Regions from separate parts of the Bombyx mori genome. Here region 1 is linked to region 2. Evidence: chromatin contacts called from public Hi-C data. All regions are on one chromosome and are shown on one strand. The core of a region is the stretch at or near the end of the contact, and the rest is flanking DNA. Distances in the headings are between cores, read along the strand shown.

Region 1 (5,596 bases), core at 831-3,330, 37 kb after region 2:
AGTCTTTTAGGCTATTTGAAATAGATTCATTCTTAGTATCTTCGGATTCATAGTTGTCCAGAGTTTACTAGACATTTCAGTGTCTTAGTAACAGAAATTGACATAAGAACTTCAGTGCACCACGTAGGGTATTGGCAACCTACACGGCAATCAAAGGATTAATAATACCATAATGCCATGTCTGTCTAAATATAATATACGCTGATTCTGATCTAGAGGCTATGGACAAAATCCTTGTATATACTCAACTATGACAGCTCAATTAAACATTTCTCCAGTAAAAGATACTTACCAAATATTAAAGAGCATTCTCTGGTGCGAGGAGCTTAAAACATTAACAGAAAATGGTTTAATCTATTTTGGCATGTAAAAAAACCTAAATTAGTAGCTGAATATATACAGCATGTGGTTTTAAAGATCCAAAAGAAAGAAGCTCACCACAATAAAGTTATCCAACATTCAAAGCAATATTTTTAATCAGTCTGAAGATTAGTTGGATGTTTTACAAATCTCATATTATCTCTTTTGTTTTATTGAAATGGATAATTTCTGTGAGAGATTAAATGGAGAATGAAGGTATAGCTAGAATAGCTGTGATAACCAATATAGCCCAATTATTACGAGGTTGAAGTGACATTATATTGGCATATTGGGAAGGTACATTGGCTCTAGAACAGATGGCATCTAGGGCCAAAAAGTTCAAAAAGTGTGTTCTAAAGTGTGTGGTTGTATGGATTATTGAAGGATGTGGCAATTTGCTAGATGCAGACTACACTGAACCCGGCATTGTGGTGAACTTTGGGGGAGGTCCCAGGTAGTTCAAGTGACAAATAGTTGTCTTTACATTTCTTAATAAATTTTTAAAATTATCCTTAAGAGTGTAATTTTATCAACACTCTCACATTGTTGCTCACAGTTAGTCTGCACTAAGTGCACTGCAGTTATGATGCAATATTTATTAAACGATGTCCTACATAATCAACAACCGACTTGAAAATCAAACTGTTAAATTTTAGTTAAGGAAAACTTTTTGGTGACAATTAAGGTCAAATTTTAGAATCATTTTTAATGCATTCAATTATGATAATGGTAGTTATTAATTAATTACTTGATTTTTGTTTAATTACTCATGAAGATTTATTTCCATATTTGAATTTTGAACTTTTCTAGCATGAATGTTTGGAACAGTTCCACTTTGATTTCTTATCTTGTTCTGTAAACGGAGATCCACCCAGATGTCTATAAGAGTGGACTAATGGTAATGAACCATCCGATTTTTCATTACTATGTTTATGACCAATGTCTTGTTTATGATGGTAAATATGATTTTAATCTCTTGACCTAGAAAAATTTCAAATGTACAACCGATAGGTAGCTATTGGCGTATTTAGTTTTTTCGATTATTTGTTTTTTTAATTTAACCAATTATACACAACTTCAGACATTCCATAACTAGCTTTCACTAACGGCATTTAAGGAAGCGTCTTTATCAAATAGCTCAATTGCATCTGACTATTAAGAAGTTTATGAAACATTATAATAAATTAGTAACAGTACTGGGTACAAATTACAGATGAATATTTTTCATTAAAATAAAAGAAATGGGCTTAAATAGAGTTGGCCTAAATAACTGTTTCGAATGATTCTCAATAATATTTCGTTGACAATAAACGTTTTACGAATAAAACATGATATTACATATAAATTGTTTTAGAACTTACGTTCTCCTGCGAGTCCAAGGTATGCTATTACAGCACAGTCAAGCACATAAAATTCGTCAGCACACTAAATACACTAGAATACGCGAGTTGGCGGTCAGCCGTCTGAGAACTAATAAATAGGATTCCACGCCACTTACACTATGAAAACAGTTTTTTGACATAACACAGTTCACTTTTTGTCTGAAACTTTTATGTAGCCGTTAATCATGTAAAAACGACTTGTACTATCATCCGTGAATACGAGTACGAACACGGCATCGAGCGAAGCGAAAGACCGACCGCGAAAACCATAGATTATACACTTAATATATTCGGCGAAAACCAAAAGCCAACCAACTTCGGTCCGCCCATATCACAGAGTAAATAGCTCGAGAAGTGCATTTATTAATTTTATCATATTAGCAGCAATAGTATATTTAGTTCGTTACATAGGTAGTAAATTTACTAAATTTTGACTATAGAAGTCAGGGAAAGAGTTTACGCAAGAACAATTTGTTCGGTTACTAGCTAGAATGTCTCCGATTCTCTAGCTATTGATTAGTTATTAAGTCAACATCTTCCATTTTTAGCAGTACTTTATATTCTGGGCTTATCTTCTCCTTAACTCTGTCCCTTAAACCTATTTTATGTCCCCACAAACATACTCTATCAGTTAAGCAGGACCTAAGGACTTTTAGTAGGAACGCGAAGGACGAAGTTGTATAAATTGTTTTCGTTTATTTATTTAGCGTTTCATAAAGTTTCAACGTATAACATTTTTAGCTTATTAACCGTTTAGCATCTGTTGTAGTACATAAGTATGGGACAATGAATTAAATCCGCTGGACGTGGCTTCTTGGTTCTTCCAAAAAGTCTACTGAAGTCTTAAAAAATAACCATTGTTTCAATCTAAATTTTGGGACACGTTAATTCAACAGTTTAGAGTTTCTATTTGGTAAAAAAATATTGGGCCGTAGAAACAATGTTTCAAACATTATCTGATGTTTTTTTTAAATATTAATTAATCTAGTTTAATTTAATTATTATAATTTAATTATAATAGTTTAATTTAATTAACTAGATTATTTCAATAATAAACTTATTTGATCCATTAAACGACATTGTAAATAGCATTAACTGAAATATCTTTTATCCAATCTCTTCTAATCACTCTTTGAGAAAGTGATGTCATCGCAACATTCTTATATCTTAGTGAGGGGCAAAAGAAAAAAAAACGAATTTATGACTTAAAAAGTTAACCGATTTGAATAAAATGAAATGTTAAAAAAAGCTTTTAAATTTTCTAAACCTTTAGAGAAACTTCAATTTTATTTACATATTTGAAACAAATAAATTGATGTTCGCTAATTTTCTTTGCTATGCAGTCATCAAAGACCACAGATCAATACATTATCACAGACTATAAAAGATGAGCATGGACTAGTTTGAAAATTTTCCTTTCAATTCGATAGATGGCAGTGGCAGTAGTTTGTGGATAGTAAATGGCCCGTGTGGCCCTTAAATTAGTAGGTACGTGGAAAGAAGATTGCTATCTTCCTCGTGCTTCTCCATTCTAAGTATGGAACTAACCCGCACCAACTTGAAGCCCCTTCAGGTTATTCAATCCCGATTCTGCAGGATAGCCGTCGGAGCACCATGGTTCCTGAGGAACGTGGATCTCCACGATGACCTGGAGCTTGACTCTGTCAGTAAGTATCTACAGTCGGCATCGCTGCGCCATTTTGAGAAGGCGGCACGACATGAGAACCCTCTCATCGTAGCCGCTGGAAATTACATACCCGACCCAGTAGACCGAATGGTAAACCGTCGACGTCGCCCAAAGCACGTCATTACGGATCCTCCTGATCCATTAACGGTGCTCTTAGGCACCACAAGCACCGGTCACCGTCCTCGTCGAACCCGTCGCTTGCGACGAAGGGCTCGACGAGCGAACTAACCCATAGACACAGCCCACTGAGTTTCTCGCCGGATCTTCTCAGTGGGTCGCGTTTCCGATCCGGTGGTAGATTCTGCGAAGCACTGCTCTTGCTAGGGTCAGTGTTAGCAACTCTCCGGTTGAGCCCCGCGAGCTCACCTACAAACGTTAGGGTGAAGCTGAAATAGCCTCTCAAGGCTATCAGCATAGGTAGGAAAAAAAAAAAATGGAACTAGATCTTTAAAAGAACTGGATAGACTAGAATATTTAAAGTAAGAGAAGATATTCAGAATTGGGTTCTAAAAGAAACTGAAATATTCATGACGCCGAAACTGAAATATTCATGACATTCCTTTGGAAAATTACCGCATTGCTTTTAAAATCTTTACTAAATACCCCGCATTTTAAAATGATATGGTAAATCATTTTATTCGGTTTATATTTTTATAGTTTTTTCGGTACCGCCAGTTAAAATTGTGTTACAATATTCTTTTTTACGAATATGTAGTTAGGGAAAATTTACTTAAACTAGAGAAATTGGCTTCAAGTTTTAAGTTTTTTTTTATTGCCTAGATGTGTGTACAAGCTCACAGCCCACTTGGTGTTAAGTGGTTACTGGAACCCATAGAAATCTACAACGTAAATGCGCCACACACCTTGAGATATAAGTTCTAAGGTCTCAGTATAATTACAACGGTTGCCCCACCCTTCAAACCGAAACGAATTACTGCTTCACGGCAGAAATAGGCGGGGCGATGGTACCTACCCGTGCGGACTCACAAGAGGTCCTACTTACCACCAGTAATTACGCAAATTATAATTTTGCGGTTTTGATTTTTATTACACGATATTATTCCTTCACCGTGGAAGTCAATTGTGAACAATTGTTAAGTACGTATTTCATTAGAAAAATTAGTACCCGCCTGCGGGATTCGAACACCGTTGCATCGCTATATATACGAATGCACCGGACGTCTTGTGCTTTAGGCCACGACGACTTCAGTAACAATTAGTAACAGTTCAGAGGACTTTATTGAGGATTTTACACTAAAATTTAATTGAAAAACCGGATTCGTAGTAACGGAAGTTGATAGAGCAGCATATCGCGTAGACTTTACAGATTTAAAAACAATTCAAATATAAGTATAATTTACCAGTCCAACGGTTTACGTATCGAGGATGCCTCACCTTTCGGCCTAACGCAGATGCTCATTTTCGCCGACACCTGCACCGAGAAGCCAGGAGGAAACGGACGGCGCAATGCCATCATGCCGATGACCCCGACAATGAGGACACCGCGGAACACACGCTTGCTGTCAGCTTTGCCTCGGCGGATCAACGCACCGCGTTTATCGTGTTTATAGAAGAGGACTTGTCGTTGCCGACCGTCGTACTAACGATGCTTGGCAGCGATGCGTTCTGGAAAGCGATGCTCAACTTATGTGAGTCCACCATCACGTGGAAGGAAATGGCGAAATGAGAGACGAAGAACTCTTCCCTCTCCGCACCGACCTGTCGCCGTCAAGCCGGGGAGAAACGTAAGAGCTCTGGTTCGGGTTCTGTAGGCGGCGGCCTTCCCCCGGTGAAGATCACGGGGTGACCTGAGGAGGTCGACGTTGCGCGGCAGGCTACCAGCACTCTAACGCACCATAGCAACAGCAACGTGAAAAGAGCGCGACCTGGCGAGCTGGGACGGGGACGAGCTGCCGTATCGAGATGGCAAACGTTCCAGAGCCTTCGTTTCGCCTCGAAGGCTCCGTTGGCCGAGCGTCCTTAGGGTGAGCCTCGCTTCTGGTTGCAGTGTGACCGCGGTAACTACCTTAACCTGCCCCAGTGTTGGCCTCGCGGGGGATCGGACGCTTGGGCGAAAGTGCAGGAAAGTCGTTTAGTGGGTGGGATCACGTACCGCTCCCACTATCGACGGATCGAGTTACGTGAGGCTGGACGCTCGCACTGGACG
Region 2 (6,440 bases), core at 3,449-5,948:
TGCTGCCAATCACCTTGACACACGAGATGGAAATCTCAGTTTTTACAGTACAACAGCTGCCACCCTTTAGACCGAAACGCATTACTGCTTAAAGAAATAGGCGGGGTGGTGGAACTTACCCTTGCGGAATCGAAAGCGTTCAAACACAAGTAAAGCTGCTTTAAACTACGCTATACTATAGTGCCATATAGTATAGCAGCCTATAGTTAGCCAATAATATATAGTACAGTACAGTGTGAACGTGTCCATAGTAATATATGGTGCGCGATATTGTTGTGCTATGAGCTCCTCCTTGCGTCGATAATCCTAAGTGCTGAGGGTCGTGGCCTCCCCTAACAACTTTCTCCTGTATTCTCTTGCGCCATTTCTGCCTATCCTCGACTGTGTGGATAGCAACGTGGACTGAAGTATTGAGAGTGGAGCGTATCTGTTTCGACATGGTGGCCTTCTTCCGCATATCTTGCCTGTTACCAACAGCTTTTCCAGATTGTCACTATGCTATGAGCTATATTATATTATAGCGTAGTCAGAGTGGACTTTTTCGCGGGAGCACGAGGAGTGAAGTTGTGTGATTTGTTTTATTTTGTCTATTTAGTGTTTCTTCAGATTTAAATGTATAATAACGGTGATATATTAGCTGTTTAATATCTGTGAAAGTGCACAAATGTGGGAAAATGAAACGCAGCCGCTGAATGTAACTGCTCGAGGTCCTCCAAAAAGTCCACTGAAAAAGTCTCAGCAAATGACCACAATTTTACTAAGATTATATTTCATCCTATATCATCTCATCTCATTTAATTAAATTTCCTCCCAGTTGATTAATGTCTCAATTTAATCATCTTTATTTCATTACATTTCACTCCATATTATCATTTTTCATGATAATTAAAATTAAAATAAAACATGACTTAAAGGTCTTAGTAACCAGGTCATAAAATCCTAAAAAAAAAAATTGTCTGAGTGGGTATTGAGGGACGCACCTGCGCTCCACGGCGAGGTGCACGAGCTCTGCGTACGCGTTCTCGAGCTGCTGTATGCGGTCCACGGTGACGGCGGGGTCGCACGGCCGGTACGCGCCGCCCTCGCCCTCCAGGAAGCGCTGCGACTGTCCGACCACCACCTGCACGACCCACACGCGTTACTGAAGACATCTTAATGACAGTGAGCTCACCTACTAGTTAAGGTTACGCTGAAGTGGTCTCTCAAGACCATCTGTGTGCTTAGTGCGAGTTTTTTAACGTACTCGATAGCGTAAAAATTAGCTCATATTTGTATGGAATGGTTTACGTACATTTGCCACTAGGGGCGTTGTTCCAACTGCAAACAAAGATGGGTTAACTTTTACGCTATCGAGAACGTTCAGAAACTCACACTAGGCACACAGATTAAGTAAAAAAAAAAACTAAATATTGAAGACATGTGATATCAAATTTAAAAAATTATGTCTTTATGTAAAGTGATTTTCTCCTTAAGTTTTAGTGTTTCACTTTCACTTCAACTTTAACGATTTAATGGCTATTTATTGTATGTTCTAGTAATTTTATGATTATGATGCTAAAATATCAGCATTTGTAATACTTTTTTTAATTACACAAATCTTCAACATAATCTCTTCGTCATTTAAATACAAACGTCAATTACTTGAATCAATTTCTATAAAAATCAAATTCAATAAATGTATCAATAATAGCTATTACCTGTCGCTACAATGTAATGGTTAAGTTATCAAAATGTCCTTTACCTTGACTCGTTCTCCGAGTACGTTGATGTCGGCTTCAACCAGCGCATGCTTTTGTAATAAATCTTCGACTCCCATCAAATGTTTGCCGTAGTCGTCTGTCAAGAGACGCATCTTGATCTCTTCCATCGAGTCGAGGATGTACAGCATTTCCTGTTCAACAAAAAAATATCTTTAAAAATTAAAACTAAGTCGTGCTAGATGGATAGTAAGTATAAAACACACGATTCCATCAGCTTTCTCAACAGTACGGTACTCACGGCCTCTGTTAAGAATATTAATGCACAGCTTCAGATGTTTAGTTTACGTTGCAATAATTTACTACTGGAGACTAACCTAAGGAAGGTTGACGTGAGGAAGACTACTGATCGTAAATTCATACTAATCACTATGCAGCATGATAAGAGGACCCCACACAGTGTGGGATAAGCGCAAGAACTTCAGACATGAAGTTTAAAAAAATCGATCAATTATGTTGAAATAACGGCTGTCCATGATATATATATCATGGCCAAGTATTGCCGTCACGTCTAAGAGATTCTTGTGGTTAGTGTTACTGATCAAGCCTGCACCGATTGATCATTCCAAATATCATATTATAATGTCAATTGACATGAACAAGTTACATTATTACAAGAATTACATAAAAATTGGATAGACGTCAATTTGAAGGTAAAATAGGGGTCATTAGGCATGTAGATTTCGTCGTTACATTTCAAACTGAAACGCATCATTGTTTTAAGGCTCACAGCATGCCTGTTCACCAGTTGCATCCCTATAAAATAGGTATTAGGAGGTTATGTAGTTAAATAGTGTAAGCTTGCTCATCGCAGCTTTGGCCATTTGAGTCCTTCTTTTGCTCTCCCGTTCGCTTATTTTTTTATCGACCCGCTGCCGGCCACCAAACCATTGGTCAGATCAGATAACTGCGCTCACTGGACTCTCTGTTGCGACCGCCTTGAGAGAAGCCAAAAACCGAAGCGAATGGAAGCTGATGGTACAAATAGCCACGAAGGGCTTTCAGGGAACGATCTTCAGCAATGAAGTATTCGACTAAGAAGAAGAAGAAAAGCAGTTAAATACTTCTATAGCGGACTTCTGGAAGAGCTATTCACCTGGAAGTTCTGTTGCAGCTGCAGGGACAGTTCGAGTCGAGCCCGGCGCGCCCGCAGCAGCTCCAGCAGGTAGGCCCACAGGCGCAGCACGTTGTCGCGCCGCGCGCACACACGCTCGATGTCGTGGTACCTGCATTAATGACGTTTCACAATTTTTATTTATTTATTTTGCGTTATTATGTTTTTTAACTTAATCGCTAAACTAATTGTGACATGGTAATAATAAAAAATTGGCCTCCATTAATGAACTTTGTTTTATTTAACTGTTTTTTTAAACATACATTTTTTTGACTAGGATAGCACGAAAACTCAGACTCCGAAATATTTTACATGCAGTAAATTCTTTTTTTTTTATGCATAGATGGTTGGACGAGCCCACCTGGTGCTAAGTGGTTACTGAGGCCCATAGACTTCTACAACGTAAATGCCGCCACCCACCTTGAGATATAAGTTCTAAGGTCTCAGTATAGTTACAACGGCTGCCCCACCCTTCAAACCGAAACGCATTACTGCTTCACGACAGAAATAGGCAGGGTGGTGGTACCTACCCGTGCGGACTTACAAGAGGTCTTACCACCAGTAATTACGCATAAAAAATTTGCTGGTTTGATTTTTATTACACGATGTTATTTATTATGTTTATAGGGTATATAATTCTGATTATATCAGCAACTAGCTGTACCAGTCAACTTCATTCTGTTAATTTTGTGTCACGATGCGCGCGCATCGTAAAATTTCACTCTCATCAATTTTTCATAACGCACCCAAAGAAGTATAACTTCAAAAACGTATTTGACAAAATATGCGACATGTACCCTTTTCGAAATTGCATATTCATTTATATATTAAGTATAGATGAGATAAGTAGAAATTAGAGTTGTTTTGTTGAAAGCTGATTGTACTGTGATCACGGCCAAGTTTAGAGTGAGACAAAGAGTGACCTCTCGGCCTGCAGCTCCGAGCAGACGGCGACGACGGCCTGCACGCGCTCCTCGTACGCGAAGATGTCGGTCTCGATGGCCTCGTGCTTCTTGGCGGCGGCTTCCACGGCCGCCAGGTCGAACCCGAAGTTGTCCTGGCTCACCAGGCGCTGGTTCTCCGACAGCCAGGTCTCGCGCATCTGAGCTTTACGGTTGAATCTGTGCAATAATCAATATAGTAAGTAACGCTTTTGTAGTAGCATTTGAACTGGACACACATTCCGTTTAGAGAGAGAGGATAAATACACTTTATTGCACATCAAAACACAATTTACATTCAAAAACAGTGAAAAAGCAGATAGATTTGTACAATAGGCAGTCTTATCGCTAAAAGCGATCTCTTCCAGACAACCGTTTAATTTAGAAAAATTCTGGAAAATATAAAAATATAGCAGAAATACTATTGACAATACATTAATATAGAAAATATATACATACAACAAATAGATATGTACCGTTCAGATATAATATGAAATTCTGTTTACAATAGTCCTTTTATTTTTCAAGCTAATAGACAAAACGTGTCGTATTTAACCACGTTAAGTAGTCAAGTATCAATGTGTGACTCATAATTTTTCTAACTATCAACTTTCTAGCACGCACTTAAAATTATCTGCACTGACCAGCAGGGGAGACGACTTGATGTCAAAGTAAAGCGCCCGAGTTCAATGTCGGGCGTGAAGGAGGGAGCACCTCACCATCCGCCTCGAATTATAGTTAACGTTGCAAGCGTGAACTGCTCATGCCGCCAAGCCGCTTTATCTGATGACGTCATATCTATCCAGGAGCCCCGGCTACCATTTAACACTTAGCATACTGTGAGCTATTTATCTAATGTATATGTTATTGTGTGTGAAGTAAGAGAGACCTGGCGGCGAGCTGCTCGAGCTTCTCCTGGCGGATGAGCTCCTCCCGCAGCGCCAGCTCCCGCTCGTGCTCGGCCTTCTCCAGCGTCTCCCAGGCGCGGTTGATGTCGTGGATCATGCGGCCCTCGCGCGGCGTGTACGGGCGCTGGTTGGCGGCGCGCATGCGCGACTGCAGCGTGAACAGCAGCACCTCCAGGTTGCCCTTCTCCACGAACCTGGACACATAACATAACATTAAGATATAGGAATTTCGTTTACTCAACATTTACTTCTTTTTCTCCACCTTATCCGATTAGATTTTTTTTTTGCTTATATGGGCGGACGAGCTCACAGCCCACCTGGTGTTAAGTGGTTACTGGAGCCCATAGACATCTACGACACCCACCTTGAGATATAAGTTCTAAAGTCTCAAGTATAGTTACAACAGCTGTCCCACCCTTCAAACCGAAACGCATTACTGCTTCACGGCAGAAATAGGCATATAGGTGGGGCCGGTACAGCAAATTATTCTATTCCATTATCTTCTATCAGTCGCCATCTCAACACTCATTCCTCTCTCTCATATCGTCATTCACACACTCCATTCATGTCTTCTTCGGCCGACCTCTTCCTGCACTACCATTTCCATACATCTCCTAGTCACATGTATCTTCTCTCTACGCTTCCACACCACACTAACCGTATTATGGACATGTAACATGCTTTTTCAACATTCACTATTTGAAATTTTTAATATATTTTAAATGTCAATAAGAAGTGTGCCAACTTTAGATTGAACCATGTTAAGCTTTGTACAACACAGCATACTTAAAATTCAGCTTGTATTTTTCGCGTGGAACCCGAACGAAAACAGACAAAAAAAAGGTTAAAATCAGATAATGAATACTTGCAAATATATTCATTCAATCACACATCTGGACCAGTTTCCACGCTCTCATGTCCCACATAGCTCGACAACACATACTTAGGCGGTTTCTCGACGGTGCGATAGTTCGCGAACTGAATCAATTGTTGACGCACTCCCTCCAGAGAGTTCGCGAATGTTCTGTCGCCGAGCGCCTCGATTGTTCGCTCGATCCACTGCAGGAGATCGCTGTGAATAAAAATAATATTTATCTATTTATTTAAATTGTATGTTAAAATTAACTTAATAATTCATAAAATTAATTGAATTAATAAAAATTGTCTTGTGGGATATAACAAACAAAACGCATTAAAAGTTACGATAGCCATTTTACAATGTAATGGAAACATTGGCTTCATGTCGGTAGAAGGTATTCTCTATGTTACTATCTATGACCATCGCCTTATCCACTGAATCACTGATGCTACCTTAATAACGTTTATCGCGATAACTGGCACACGAACTCAAATCAAATCAAATCAAAAAAAATTTACTCAACATAAATGAAAGTACATAACTTGTTGAACGTCAAAAGAACTACCGCCAATTCACAAAAACGCAAGAAACTCAGCGGGCATGTCTTTTTTTGTTAATATTAGATAAAAATATATATATTAGATAATTTTTTTATATATTCATTTTTACAATGAACAACGTAACAATGATTGCAATATTAAAATGCCTGGAGCGAGCAACTCATTCCCACTTTGTGCAATCTTCTAGATAATCATTGACTTTATAGTAAGCTTTATTGCACAGATGTTCTTTAATAGTTTTCTTAAACCTATGCATATGTAGGTTCTGAACATCTTGTGGGATTTTGTTGTACAGGCGCAC

The links. Hi-C and Micro-C count contacts between places; a contact is called where the count stands out from the background.
Region 1: a Hi-C map of whole pupa shows a contact between it and region 2, with 2.3 times the contacts expected there. The contact joins the promoter of LOC101738175 here to the enhancer-like site in region 2. A contact is called at or near these places in 5 of 7 Hi-C or Micro-C datasets (midgut, posterior silk gland and whole pupa).

The regions. Positions count from the first base shown.
Region 1 is chr18:11,161,047-11,166,642 of ASM3026992v2, forward strand. LOC101738175 (spectrin beta chain) reads right to left here and starts at 2,081. Exons shown (of 36, transcript XM_062673728.1): 1 at 1,722-2,081.
Region 2 is chr18:11,120,988-11,127,427 of ASM3026992v2, forward strand. It overlaps LOC101738175 (spectrin beta chain), which reads right to left. Exons shown (of 36, transcript XM_062673728.1): 7 at 5,664-5,792; 8 at 4,702-4,914; 9 at 3,795-3,992; 10 at 2,854-2,983; 11 at 1,742-1,891; 12 at 981-1,120. Among protein-coding and RNA genes, the nearest start is that of LOC134200581, 12 kb to the left of the region's middle. Within about 2 kb of position 4,699, at least 4 of the 8 cell types and tissues checked have open chromatin away from gene starts, as enhancers often do.